2 separate regions of the Danio rerio genome follow, and region 2 is linked to region 1. A link is a contact called in public Hi-C data. All regions are on one chromosome and are shown on one strand. The core of a region is the stretch at or near the end of the contact, and the rest is flanking DNA. Distances in the headings are between cores, read along the strand shown.

What was found. Hi-C and Micro-C count contacts between places; a contact is called where the count stands out from the background.
Region 2: a contact with region 1 is called in a Hi-C map of an unstated tissue, with 4 times the contacts expected there. The contact joins the promoter of ahrrb here to the enhancer-like site in region 1. A contact is called at or near these places in 3 of 18 Hi-C or Micro-C datasets (caudal fin, hematopoietic stem cells and an unstated tissue) and 1 of 4 datasets of contacts at active chromatin or transcription factors (caudal fin).

What each region holds. Positions count from the first base shown.
Region 1 is chr2:53,468,995-53,476,079 of GRCz12tu, forward strand. exoc3 (exocyst complex component 3) reads right to left here. Exons shown (of 13, transcript NM_212715.1): 12 at 5,362-5,483; 13 at 3,937-4,829. The coding sequence ends at 4,634. zcchc2 (zinc finger, CCHC domain containing 2) reads left to right here. Exons shown (of 14, transcript XM_021471308.3): 14 at 1-909. Among named protein-coding and RNA genes, the nearest start is that of exoc3, 22 kb to the right of the region's middle. Within about 2 kb of position 3,992, at least 7 of the 62 cell types and tissues checked have an H3K27ac peak or open chromatin away from gene starts, as enhancers often do.
Region 2 is chr2:53,563,591-53,570,675 of GRCz12tu, forward strand. ahrrb (aryl-hydrocarbon receptor repressor b) reads right to left here and starts at 2,866. Exons shown (of 8, transcript NM_001033920.1): 1 at 2,774-2,866. The coding sequence starts at 2,835. It overlaps mcm6l (MCM6 minichromosome maintenance deficient 6, like), which reads right to left. Exons shown (of 17, transcript NM_001025533.1): 16 at 5,417-5,556; 17 at 4,276-4,473. The coding sequence ends at 4,351. It overlaps LOC137488212 (a long non-coding RNA gene), which reads left to right and starts at 6,933. Exons shown (of 3, transcript XR_011007160.2): 1 at 6,933-6,996.

The DNA.
Region 1 (7,085 bases), core at 2,742-5,241:
TTTTCTTCTTTTGTCATCGTCGTCGTTGTTGTTGTTAATCGGTCCCTTTAAGTGTTCTGAATCTTTCAAAAATCCTTGATGAATATCCTAAAGCACTGTTCGAGCAAATGTGGTTTTGACATTTGAAATTCTAGCCAAAAGGAGTAAATAAAAAAAAAGATTTCGTTAACATAGGACAACTCTTTGAGCATCCTTGATATCTGCTTGTGTGTTGAAAATCATATTTCTCAGTCAAAAGTACCAGAAGGCGAACGTTTGTGCCTATATTGCCATGCAAGCAGCTAGACGTGCGTTGAAAAGTCTTAATTCTTCTGTGTTTAAAGTACATATTTAACATTTCTGAGATCTTATTGCAATTTTGCCAAAGCAGCCCTAAAGTTTTCTTTTTATATATCTATATATATATGGAGATTTGGCATGTTTGTATTGAGAAAATAATACATGAAAGGATTTTATTTTGATATTTTCAAGAGATTTTTGACGAAGGGCTTTCTTTCGAGCTTTTCGTGCTTGTCCAGGTGTTTTTAAGCACATTTCCGGTTCGTAACATGCGATTTGAGTGTATAACCGATTTCCACAAGCGCAGTGTGTTGCAGGTTTCTAAACGTGCATTCGTTCGGTTTGGTAAATCGTTACTAATCTGTAAATAGATTCTAAAGGGAGTGAACTACTCGAGGTTGGAGTCTGTCGACTGTATTCGTTACACTTTTTTTATTTTATAGATTTATGAAGCTGTACTGTATGAGCGAGGTTTGGTATCTGCCTCTGAGTTTACGTTTACTGTATTTCATATGCAAATGTTGATTAATCTGTACTGAGAGGTCAAATTAATCTGGTTACATTTGCATTTTTGGGGTGCAGATTTGATCGTTTATGTCAAGATATTAGCAATAAACGGAAAAAAACTCATTTTGTTGGGTTTCTTTTGATGGGATTGGATGTACACACACACACACACACACACACACACACAAGATTCAGATGCTGTATTATTTTGATAAAATGAACTTCTTTTCCTAACATCATTTGATCTTACTAGGGCTGGGCAATTTGGCCTAAAATCAAAATCTCGATTAATTGAACATTTTTAACTCTCGATAAATAAACGATTATTTTATGTTTTTGTATAAGATTTACTAAGTTTTGTATAGTAAATCTCACATATTACAAGTGAGAAGTGTAGGGTGCATTGTTTGATTTTAAATTAATTGAAGTAAACACTATTTACTATCTATGATTAGTTATTGAACATTAACGCTGAACAACTAATAAAACACATTAAAACAGAAAAAATAAATAAATAAAACAGACATTGACTAAAACGTGACTGCTCCGCCCACTCTCATCACCACTACCAAACTGACCAATCACAAAGCTTTGTGACGTGTAGGTAAATTTTTTTGAGAGGTGCGCGTGTGTGTGCGAAGGCTGCGCCGGGCCGAATGCGTTCGCATGGCATAAGTATATTAGAATAATATAATAAATATAAATCATCATATTATAATAGTATAAATTAGCCTTAACAGAGCAGGGTCACGTCACTCCACAAATGGTAGGGAAAGTAATTTAAAAAAATTGACCTGGAGAAATTAGATCGATTGTAGGATCTCAATGTCGATTTCAATTACTTTTCGATTAACTGCCCAGCTCTAGTTTTTACTGAAATTTTCACATGAATTTGATTTGACTTTTTTAAAGCAATACCAACCCTGATTGTGATTAATATTATTAATCTGCATTAGTTAACATCAATGAATAATATTTTCACAACAATTAATAATATTAATCTCAGATTATAGCAATAATACCACTATTGCATTTATAAACATCGCTGTCAAATATAAACATACTGAGGTCACCATCAAGGAGATTTCAATTAACCCTTATAGGCTGTTGGGGATGTTTTCATCCGCTCTGGGGTGATTTTTGAGTCTTAATTTGGCCATAACTTTCTCTGTTTCGGCTAGCGAAACGATTTTTGGTCTTATCAAATCTTATTTTGACACATATTTTGAGAAAATGCTTTTGAAATTTTTAAAGAACTCAACAATCTTGGCAAATTTACTTCTATTTTTTATGTTTGGATGAAAACATCCACTGAATTAACTGCTGTAAAAATGCTTTAGATAAATATTTATATCTCCGTCCAGATCAAAACTGCTTAATTGTTTAGAAAACTACAGGATTTACTCTTTAACTGCCAGATTCATAAGTGATATTTCTGATTTGGTGAAAAAACACACAAAATGACATATTTTCAATATATAAATTAACTGTGGACTGGTTTTTAATCCTTTTATCACAGTCTTTGAAGCAACATTGCCTTTGCACTGTTTTTGATAGATTTAATTTTTTTCCTCAATTTGCTGTTGGTGGCTGTTTTTGCCCCATTGATTTCCTTTATAATCACATTTTTATTGTAAAACCATGACACCATATTATCATGGTTTTCCATGTTAGAAAGAAGTAAAATAAATAATTTTCACTGTTGATCATCAGTTGGCGCCATCAACCCTTTAGATAGGCCTGTGCAAAAAAAAGCTTAGTTTCTGGATTTTATATGGTGTATAAATTAATGTGTGTGTGTGTGTGTGTGTGTGTGTGAGACCTTTAGCACTTACCTTGATGTGTCTGAGAAAATCCAAGTATGCATCTCAGAACTACATGGAGTAACTAAAGCAAAGACTGTGTTTATGCACAAATGTGCTTATAATGGAAGACAATGGGGCTAAAACAGCCATCAACAGTCAATTAGGGAAAAATTGAAAATCTAACAATGCATCAAAGCCAATGTTTTATAGTGTTTGTGTCCAAGACTTTGATCAAAGTTGGATTTCTCTTATTTTTTCAGTTTAAAAAGTTTGAAGTCTTTGATAGTCTTAGACTTTTGCACATCTAACGGGTTAATGGTGCCAACTAATGATCAAGAGTAAAAATGACAAATTTTCACCCCTTTCCAACAGGAAAAACCACCAACAATCAAAACTGCATGATTATATGGTGTCATGGTTTTGCAATCAAATAAATGTGGTTATAATGGACGAGAATGGGGCAAAAACAGCCACCAACAGTAAATTAGGGAGAAAAAAAGAAAATCATTTAAAAACAATGCATCAAAGTCAATGTTGTTTCACATGTCCAAAACTTTGATAAAACCTAAAGAAAAATCCAGTCCACAATTATTTTTCATATTTAAAATACGTCATTTTGTGTGTGTGTTTTCACAAAATCAGTGACATAATTTATGAATTTGGCAATTAAAGAGTGAAAATCCTGTAATTTTCAAAGCAATTTAGTAGTTTATGCAAAAAAATATTTATCTGATGCATTTTCACAGCAGTTTAATTTACTGGATGTTTTCATCCGGAACATAACAAAAGGGTAGTAAATTTGAACAAAGCACAAGGGTTAAAATAAACATCACATGAAATCAAATAAAAATAAACTTGTTTTACTTTATATTTATTTTAGGTCTTTGTTTGTTTTTAATTAAATAAGAGGAAAAAAATCTTAAGAGATAATCAGACATCTAAAAATAAGTGTGATTAAAGTAATTAAATTGAAGCACTATATATAAAATCTACCATAGACTAATCTTAGAATTACATGTGAAGTCGCGTGATAGAGTAACCGTTTAAAATGTTTAGTTCTTAAAATATTATAATTATAAAGCATAGCAATAATCCAGTCTAAACACAACCACCATCACCATAATAATAATAATACAGCATGAGCGGCACGTCTGTCTTTTCTCACACAGAAAACCCCCCAAAGCCCCTCCCCCTTTCTATTCTTGCATGACCAATCAGAAGAGTGAATGGATTAAATATTTGAATAGTCACGCAAGCTGTCTGCGCTGATCCAGGGCGTGTGTGTGTGCAAACAGAGATGACCTACAGTTTAATCCAACACCATAAATCAGTGTGTGTGGGTCACTTAGTGTTAATCTGGATTTTATTGAAATGAAAACTGACAGTTCAGTGGTTCATTGCAGTTCATGAAAGCGTCCAGCAGGAGGCTTATTATAATAGTGTCAAACTCTAGTCGTGTGAAAAGCTAATTCACCGGTGACTGATGGGAAAGAAGTAACTGAAAGCAAATGACGCCTCTTAAAGGGACAGTTCACCCAAAAATGAAAACATACTTATGATTTCCTCACCCTCAATTCGCTCTAAACATTTGAGTTTTGTTAATACAACTGGCAACCATTGACATCCATAATAGGATAAAGACATACTACGGAAGTCAATGGTAACCAGTTTTCAACATTCTTCTAAATATCTTCTTTTGTGTTCATCAGTAGAAAGAAACTCAAACTGGTTTGTAACTAATGGAGGATGAGTAAATGATGGTGCACTGTCCACTAGGCTATCAGCACCATCGACTGAACTTGTATATGTTTTTAGGTGAACTATTCCTTTGTTTCATCTTTAAGTAGAACAAGCTAAAAGAAAAAAAAAACATGTTTCTGTACATCAAGTGATCATAAATCATCAGTAACTGTAACCTCAATAAGAGCTCCTGCCACTCATGTTTCCACTGTGCTGGCAGCAAACGCATTTCCAAAGTGCATTGAGGGAAGGAGTCAACACTCGGTTCTGTGACCTGTTAGTAGCTCAGCAAAGGCTCCAGGTTATTTCAGCAGTTTGGGCACAGCCATTGAGGTCATGGAGGTCATGCTGATGGTTGGCACAATGATGTCTCTGAAGACGGGCTGAAAGTTGGAGGAGGTGGACGGTTTGTTCTGGTTCAGAGTCTCTATGATGGTCTGTCTCATTTCTCGACTGGCATCTCCTCGGATGGCTAACAGCGCCAGGATGTGCTCCTCTCTATTAGAGGATGGAGAAAGAGATGGAAGAGTTATTGACAAATATCTTAATATGTCTGTGGAAATAAAAATGTACATAATCTGGTTTCATATAAACGATAATATATATAACTGAGGGGCGTCACGGTGGCACAGTGTGTAGCATGATCGCCTCACGGCATGTAGATTGCTGGTTCGAGGACCGGCTGGGTCAGTTGGTGTCTGTGTATAGTTTGCATGTTCTCCCTGAGCCCAGGGTTCTCCGGATTCCCCCACAAGTCCAAAGACATGTAGTACAGGTGAATTGAATAAACTAAACGGGTCGTAGTGTATGATCGTGAATGCAAGAGTGTATGGGCGTTTCCCAGCATTGGGTTGCAGCTGGAAGGGCATCTGCTGTGTAAAACATATGCTAGATAAGTTGGCGGTTCATTCCGCCGTGGCAATCCTTGATTAATAAGAGACTAAGCCGAAAATAAATCAATAAACTCGGATATCTCTACATAAAAAGGAAAGTGACACTTTTTTTATTCTCTACCACCACCGAGTCTGACCTGATGTCAGGATATTTGGAGACCAGGGTGGACACCTCCAGGTACAGTAGAGCAGGATCGGTCAGTTTGAAGACCTCAGCAATGGCATTGATGGAGTCACACAGCCGGTCTGTGTCTTCTCCCTGCGCACATACAAACACAGCAAACCTGACATTAACCTGATACAAAAAAATAAAACACTAGAACGCTTCCCTATGATTAGGGCATTTGCTAATCACAAATACTAATGTCTTGCTTTACTATTATTTTGCTCTTAAAAAAAGTAAATGATTAATTATTTGCTACTTTATTAAGTACACCTGTCCAACTGCTCGTTAACAGGAATTTCTAATCAGCCAATCACATTGCAGCAACTCAAGGCAACTAGACATGGGCTGTTTCTCAATATGCGTTCTTCAGCGGTCTTGCGTCCTTGTGTAACGTCATCATCAGCTGCCAAAGTTCGGTTCCAATACTTAAGACCGCAAGTACGGAGGACGTGTGAAACTTCCTGGATGTGTTCTTGATATCGAGGATGCACCGATGCAGACTTGAGCACCGATCTCGCTCTAGAAGTCCTTTAAGTCATTGCGACTGGATGTGGGAAGCGCAGAATTTTATTTAGATTTATTATTAAAGTTCAGAGATATAATTTATTTACCTCAGGAGTTTTCTCTAAATGAGATGGTGAATATAAACATCACTATGGACATCTTAATAAAGGAATAAACATTAAGGGTGTTTGTTTGCTGAAACTCGTATTAAAATCTGTTTTATTTATATTGCGCAACGTATATTTATAATGTTTTTATGCGTAGTATATATTTTGAAAAGGGCAAAAACAATAAATAGCTGTATGAATGCTGTAATGTTTCCATTAAAAACACAGGAAGGTTACGTTAACATCAGGAAGAACGCAGCATCTCATATCTCACAGGACGCGTTCTCTGTTCTTGTGGTCTCTCGAGTTCTTTCTTCCGAGGACACCTGGCAAGACCGGTCTCCACTACAATGCAAGTCCGTTCTCTGCTTTCTTGGAATTGAGAAACAGGCCTGGTCAAGTTCAAACCGAGCATCAGAATGGGGAAGAAAGGTGATTTAAGTGACTTTGAATGGTTCAGGCTGGTGGTGGTGGTGGTGTAATGGTCTAGGGCAGGGGTGGGCAATCTCGGTCCTGGAGGGACGGTGTGCTGCACAGTTTAGCTCCAACCCTAATCAAACACACCTGCTTATAGATTTCTTGTGATCTTAAAGACACTAGTTAGTTTGTTCAGGTGTGTTTGACTAGTGTTTAAACAGAACTCTGCAGGGACACCGGCCCTCGAGGATCAAGTTTGCCCATCCCTGGTCTAGGGGATATTTTCTTGGCACACTTTGGGACTATTAGTACCAATTGAGCATCATGTCAATGCCACAGCCAACCAGAGAATTGTTGCTGACCATGTCTATCACTCTATGACTACAGTGTACTCATCTTCTGATGGCTACTTCCAGCAGGATAACACGCCATGTCATAAAGCGTGAATCATTTCAGACTAATTTCTTGAACATGATAGTGAGTTCACTGTACTTAAATGGCCTCCAGTCACCAGACCTCATTCCAATAGAGCTCCTTTGGGATGTGGTGGAATGGGAGATCTCTGAGGAGTATTTCCACTATCTTGATAAATCTATGCCACAAAGGATTAAGGCAGTACTAAAGACAAGAGTGGGTCCAACCCGCTACAAGTAAGGTGTACCTAATA
Region 2 (7,085 bases), core at 1,616-4,115, 93 kb after region 1:
AAATAAATAAATAAATAAATCTATATTAAGTCTATTATGATTACAACCACAAATAGTCACAATAACACTAATAATACAAAAAATAAGAACAGTAATCATAAATATTTTACTAGTAAACATATTAACAAAATGTATCTGTTATGTTGTATGATCAATGAATCATTTTGTTTTGTATGTATGAACAAAAATGTTATTATTTTTAATAATAACATTCTTTCTTGGTTTTATTTGTAATGACAGTGGTTAAATAATCATTAGTATTGTAAGCATACCAATAATTATATTTTACGTTTTATTTCATTTTTGTTTTTCAAAATGGTATTTATATATCTCTGTCATTGAGATCTTTTATTTGTCTTGCAAGTAAATAACAGTACTGATGAACTTCAGACCTTGATATTCCAGAAACATAATTTGTTGGGATATGATTAGATTGTGTTTGAATAACATTAGACAACATTTTTATAAGGAGAGTACTACAATGGGCATTTAAAAAAGGTACCACCAGAAAGAATTTTAAGTTACTTATATAAAATTTAAATGAAAAATATTTGTCTGTAACTTTTTATTGTAGTACGAATTTGTTTTTAATCATAAATTATTTTTATGTACAATTTTGCCATGAAAATAGCCCTAAGTTACTGATGTGGCAATTAAATAAAGACCTTGAAATTAAAATTAAATATTAATATTAATAATAATAATAATTATTATTATTATCATTATTATTATTTTACTATAAATATTATATAAATGACCAATTCTGTGCAAATGTAAACCTTCCCATGAAAAAAAAAGTATTCACCAAAATAGCGAAACCCTTTCCAAGTTTTTTGTGTAGGCTTGTATTTCACAGTACTGTAAAAATATTCATAAATGTCTACCAATGTTTTCAAACAACTATATTAGGTTTACTAAATTCACAAGTGGTAATTTCACGTCACATCTATGAAGCTTTTTCCTCATAAAGAAAAACATGTAAAATAAAATAAAATCAATCATGTTTGTTTAATAGAGAGCTAACTCTTATCTTTCTGATAAGCATTGTATATTTTGGGTTGTGCAGTTTAACACAGAATTTCTATAAAGTATAATGAATCTTGTAAACTCACAGACTTTTTGGTCACATCCGTAAAGCATGTCTAATTTCTTTATTTACATTATAATAAATATTTACAGATTGACATTTTTCAGACGTCGTAACTCTGTGGTTAGCTGTTTTGAGAAATATAAACAGATGCTTCAATATAATGTTCACATACTTTTTCTGTGAATTTATGTTTTGAGTTTTTACTGCAAATGTCACATCCATAATGCTGGAATTGCTCAAATGTTATTGTTAATTATACTACAATTTATAATAACAATATAAATATCACCATGCTTGAACATGAATCAACATTCAATTATAATTATTGATATCGAAAATTTCTTTTTTATAATCAATATATTCTTTATTATTTTTACATCAATAATTTATACATGTAAACATTCTTTTCTAACCACCCTCCACCCCTTTCCCACCCTCACAAGACAGAACACTTAAATAGACATACTGTAAATTAAGAGGAAATAAACAAACAATAACGACTAATAAAGGATTAAAGCAATAGTGTCATACTTTTCCATCCGTATTTTCAGTCTAAATTATTCATGTATTCAATAAATTTACCCCAAGTCTTCTTAAACATTAAAGAGTTTTTTTTTTAAGATTAAACATTATTTTTTTAACAGGAACATAAGAAGAAAGTTCTCTAAGCCATACAATATGACTTGGCGGTTCTACTGATTTCCAATGTATAGCAATACATTTCTTTGCTGCTATCAGAGCCATTTTAATTAAAACGTAAATTTTTCATTTGATTGTAACATAAATCTTGGATCAGGTAAAAGGTTAACATTGGCAATTTTACTAATAGTTTGTATTATTTTTCTCCAATAGGTTTTAAGTTTGGAACATGTCCAAAACATATGAAATAATGTACCAACCTCAATCTGACATCTAGAGCAACACTCTAAATTTGAATCACTTATCTTGTGCAATCGATCAGGTGTATAATATACCCTGTAAAATATTAAATTGTATTAATCTATGTTAATTATTAAACGAAAATGTTAAGGCACTTTTACAGATATGTTCCCAAGTATCTTGATCATAAATGCATTTTAAATCATTCTACCATTTGAGTCTTGAAGATGACACTACCATCCCACACAAGCCGTTAAGGTTGCTATACATATAAGACACAAATCCTTCGGGTTCTTTTCTCTTTCTTATAATAGCATCTATTGGGAGGGAAGAGAGAGGTCCTAAATTAACCTTTTGCATTGTGGTAATATAGTGTCTCACCTGAATATATTTTTAAAAATGTTTAACAGAAGGGGAAACTTTAATCTTAATTGTTCAAATGTCATTAGTATGCCCTGCTCAAATAAATCTCCAAACATAATATCGAAAATTTCTAATCATAATAAAGATGTTTCATCGTAGTTTTCTCTTTTTATTTAGTTCACTGACATTGAAGTTAACTTTAAAATCATCATGAACTTTAAATGTTGACAAACTATTCCTACTTTACAAATAGACATAAGTTAACGTATTTATTATCATCATACAGTGTCATTCTTCAGATTCATTGTACATATGAATATGGAACATTATCATTCATGATTACTACGCAAATTATTATTAATTACTGATTTTCCCATTATTGTTTTGTATTATTCGTACTACCAGAAACACAGACATGCTAATAAACTAACGTTACTCAACTGTTTCTGCACAGGTTTTCTCCTCTTTCTCCCAGCATACAGACAGTCTCCAGGTGGAATCATCTTCTCCAAATATCTTACAACTGACAGGCGCTGAAAACAGCTTTAATCATGTGAGAAAACATAAGAGAACAGAATCAGAATCAGAAGCGTATAAACAAAGACGCAGCAGAAGCCGTTACAAAAATTACCTCAGAGAAAATATAAACCGACAATTAGTCCTGCAGACAGTAACTGAACATAGATGAAAACTCACCAAAATCCACATACAGCCGACGATAACTTGAACTGACCTTGAATAGCTATTTTAATTTAAGGCAAACCATCCTAAAATGTCAAAATGACGGAATAAACTCTTGACTGAGCGGACACATCACTCGCGCGCTGTCGTTTTATAGTCACTCTGGCAGGCGCGCGCATTTATTACGCACGCACGCACGCACGCGCACAGACGCAATTCCCTATTCCAGTGCATACAGTAAAATCAACATTGTAATGTTAGGGTCTATCTGCTTACACCTACAATTCACAAATATACGTTGATATTATTATTATTATTATTACTATTTTATATATCTAATTTATATATCTAATTATTATATATCTAATTTGAAAATGCATAGGGTATTTAAGTCCACATGAAAAAAAATACTATAATTTGCAGTAAACACTAGTGTTTTTGAACCATATGCTATAAGTAAAACTTATTGTAATAAGTTCACAATGACCGCATACTGTAAAATCTTGAACATGCTGAAATAAACTACTGTAGCGTTTTAAACTGTGTGCAGTAGTACAAAATACCACTTTAAGATGGAGTAAACTTTGTGCAGTTGGAGGTAATTTGCATATATTACTATATGCGTTGTATTACTATTGCTTATTTTGCCATTATGCAACTATAATTACCACAACAGATTAATTGAAGTACTTGAGAGGTATAATTCAATAACTTTAGCATAGTATGACCCATGTAAATACAGCACCATTTAATACTACAAGTTAATATTCTACCTTTCCATGTGGGATAGTCTATGCCCATTAAAGTAAAGGTTAATTTACACAAAAGTTGAACTTAGACTATTAATATCATTCAAATTTTAATAAGCAATCAATATCTTCAAACCAGCTGGTGGCAATAAGGACCAGACAGTAAATCCAATTTATAATACATCTTATTTTCATTATGCTAAGTAGCTGTATAATTTATATTACATCTTATTTTCATTATGCTAAATAGCTGTATAATTTATAGCTGTATAATTATAAATCGTTCAGATCACTCAGATTATGCTACATTTCTTTAAATAAGACCTCCATCTAATACTCCACTTCTTATTACATTGAATTATACATCAGTTTTCACATTAGGATAGAAGGCTAAAACATGAAATGCCCAAATGTCCACCAATATAATGGCTTCAAACTACTGACAGCTATAAATATTGAGATGAACTGAAACATGCCGCCACCTAGTGTTCAAACAAACACATGGCAAAAGGATGCAAAAAAGAAACATTTATTTATCACTTTATTTTTTTCAGTAAAAATGATCAAGATTGGTAAATCCAGCTTGGATTAGTCTTCCAGTATATAATTGGGATTCACAACCAGAAACGGATCATCCTCAGAGACGGGTTCTTCTCCATCCTCACTGATCTTTTTCAGCCCTGTTTTAGTCAGCTCTATGATGATATGATCCTAAAACAGAAAAAGGCATTTACAGAGAGAGTTTTGAATTTATTTTACACACACACACACACACACACACACACACACACACACACACACACACACACACACACACACACACACACACACACACACACACACACACACACAACACACACACAATCTTCCTATCATTAGGTATTTTCCCATATTTTTTTCTTGAAAGCACATTGAAATGAATATAAAAATGTCTGCAGTGACTTTCTATTAAAGCTGTGTGTCGATCATCGCCCTTCCTATGCAGCCTCTGAATCAGTGAATGCATGTATAAGCGCTGACTGACGGATGCGCTCTATGTGGTAAACCAATCTCAGCTCAGCTTCTGTATTGCCATTTAAAAAGGAACTAAAGTGAAAGTTTAAATGTTTAGCTAAAGTTTAAATGGGGTGTGCAGAAGCTGATCCGGGTTTAAAACGTAATATACATGTTTTTTTATCACTCAGTTTATTTCACCCACCCATTTTTTATTTTTTTCCCCACCATCACATCCCTTCCGGGACTCCGTAAAGCATTAAGAGTGTTAAGTTAAAGTACAGATGCGTTTTAAGCTAATCTAAAATGTGCCCTGGACCACAACACTTTTTTAATGAGATTTATACATCATCTTAATAAAAAAAAAATATTATGAAAGGCTAAGTTGTCCAAGATACAGCTATTTCAAAAATATAATTTAAAAAATGTTTAAAAATATAAGTATTAAGAAAAATCACCTTTAAAGTTGTCCAAAGTGTTATTAAAATCAAAGATGATTTAATAGTTCTATCTACATTAGGTGAATAATTTTTTGCATAAAAGGAAAATCTTAAATTTTGATCAGTACATTGTTGGCTATCAAAAATTTACACACACGCAACATACGACTTTGTGGTTCAGGGTCACAAACAGCGTTGCAGAGAGATAAATGCATACTAACAAAATTGATGAGTCTGTACAGCACTCTCTCGATGAGGTTCTTCTTAGCAACGAGTTCAGCTTCTGAATCAATTTCACTCTCGATCTCCTTCAGGTACCAGTTAATGAGTTCACTCTTCTTCAGAGACGAGTCTTCATCCACTAAAAACACAAAACTAATATTAAAGACATGCTTAAACAGATAAGAAAACACCCGTTATGCTTGTTTAAGTCTTCGGTTTATGCTCTTTATATTTTTCAGTTGATCCTCCACTTGATAACTGTAATAAGATTAAATATAAGACTTTATTTTAAAGTTATGACACCAACCCAACAAACACACAACGTTGCCTCAACGTAGCGACCTTCCTACAACGTTGTACCAACATTGCAAAAAGGTTGAGGATTCTACGTTGTTGCTAAAGGTTGTCACAACGATGCATTAAGGTTGCCATTTCAACATCATGAGGGTCGCATGCTTTAGGTTGTGCTTAGGTGGCGTGGACAACCACTGTACAACATTTACTGGTCACAGCTGAATCAGTTTAAATTTCAACAAGCCGTCGTCTCATTCATCAACGACCGAGGAGACGTGAGTATTGCTTTATTTCTTCTTGCTAAATAAGATACATAAATCGTGAATATTCAAACAAACCTATGATTTCGACAACAATCTGTTCCAACATTACACACACACAAAAGCCGTAATGAAGTTATTACGAGCGAGTAAATTTCGGCATTCCGTTAACGGACGACAACAACATTAAAATCATTATGTTAAATCTCTCGATAAAACATTTCCTGATTATTTACCTACGCCTTGTCTTTAGTCAAATGGACAATAATGTTTTTGAAGTTCAGTTTTTTCCATATCCATCGTGATCAGTTAGTATGATACTTCACACAAGCCGACCCACTTTTTACAAAACACACAAAATTTTTAAAAACAAAACACCTCTGTGCAGATTGCATCCCGTTAAAGGAACAGTTCACTCAAAAATGATTTGTACTCACGAATTATTTGCCCTGTAAATAATAAGTGATTCCAAACCTTTAAGTTTCTTTATTCTGTTGAACACTAAAGACTGTAAGCATTTGCTTTCATGGTAGGAAAACACTATGGAATTAAATAGTTACAGTTTTCCAGCTTTATTTAATATATCTTCTTTATTGTTTAGCTGAAAAAAAAGCTAAATAAGTTTGGAACAAATAAAGGATGAGGCTAAAATGGCAGAATTGTCAGTTTTGGGTGAGCTATCCCTATAAGTTAAAGTATATAAATTGAGGTTCATATGCCTAATTAATATAGATAGTAATTAAAAGGTCTGCTAGTCTAAATTTCTATTTTGATTGGTCTTTTGATGTTTTATTTAAAACCCACTCTTCTCTTTGCTCAACAGGCTATTTTTACATGGAGGTAATCTTCTATTGATAATTTCTGGATTTTAATTATGCGTAAGTTGCATGAAACTATTGTTTAATCACTCACTGTTGTTTTCAAATTACTTATGTAACTTGTCTTTCAGAATGTTTCAGCTGTTAAATTCACCTCAGATCAGTGTTGCTGTAATTCCTGATCTATGGAAAGAAGAATTGAATGAGGTAAGAAGTATACTATTCTATTTACCATTAAATTTAGTTATGTTACCTAAAACAGCATGTCCATAATGTGGAAAATAGATCATGCTTAT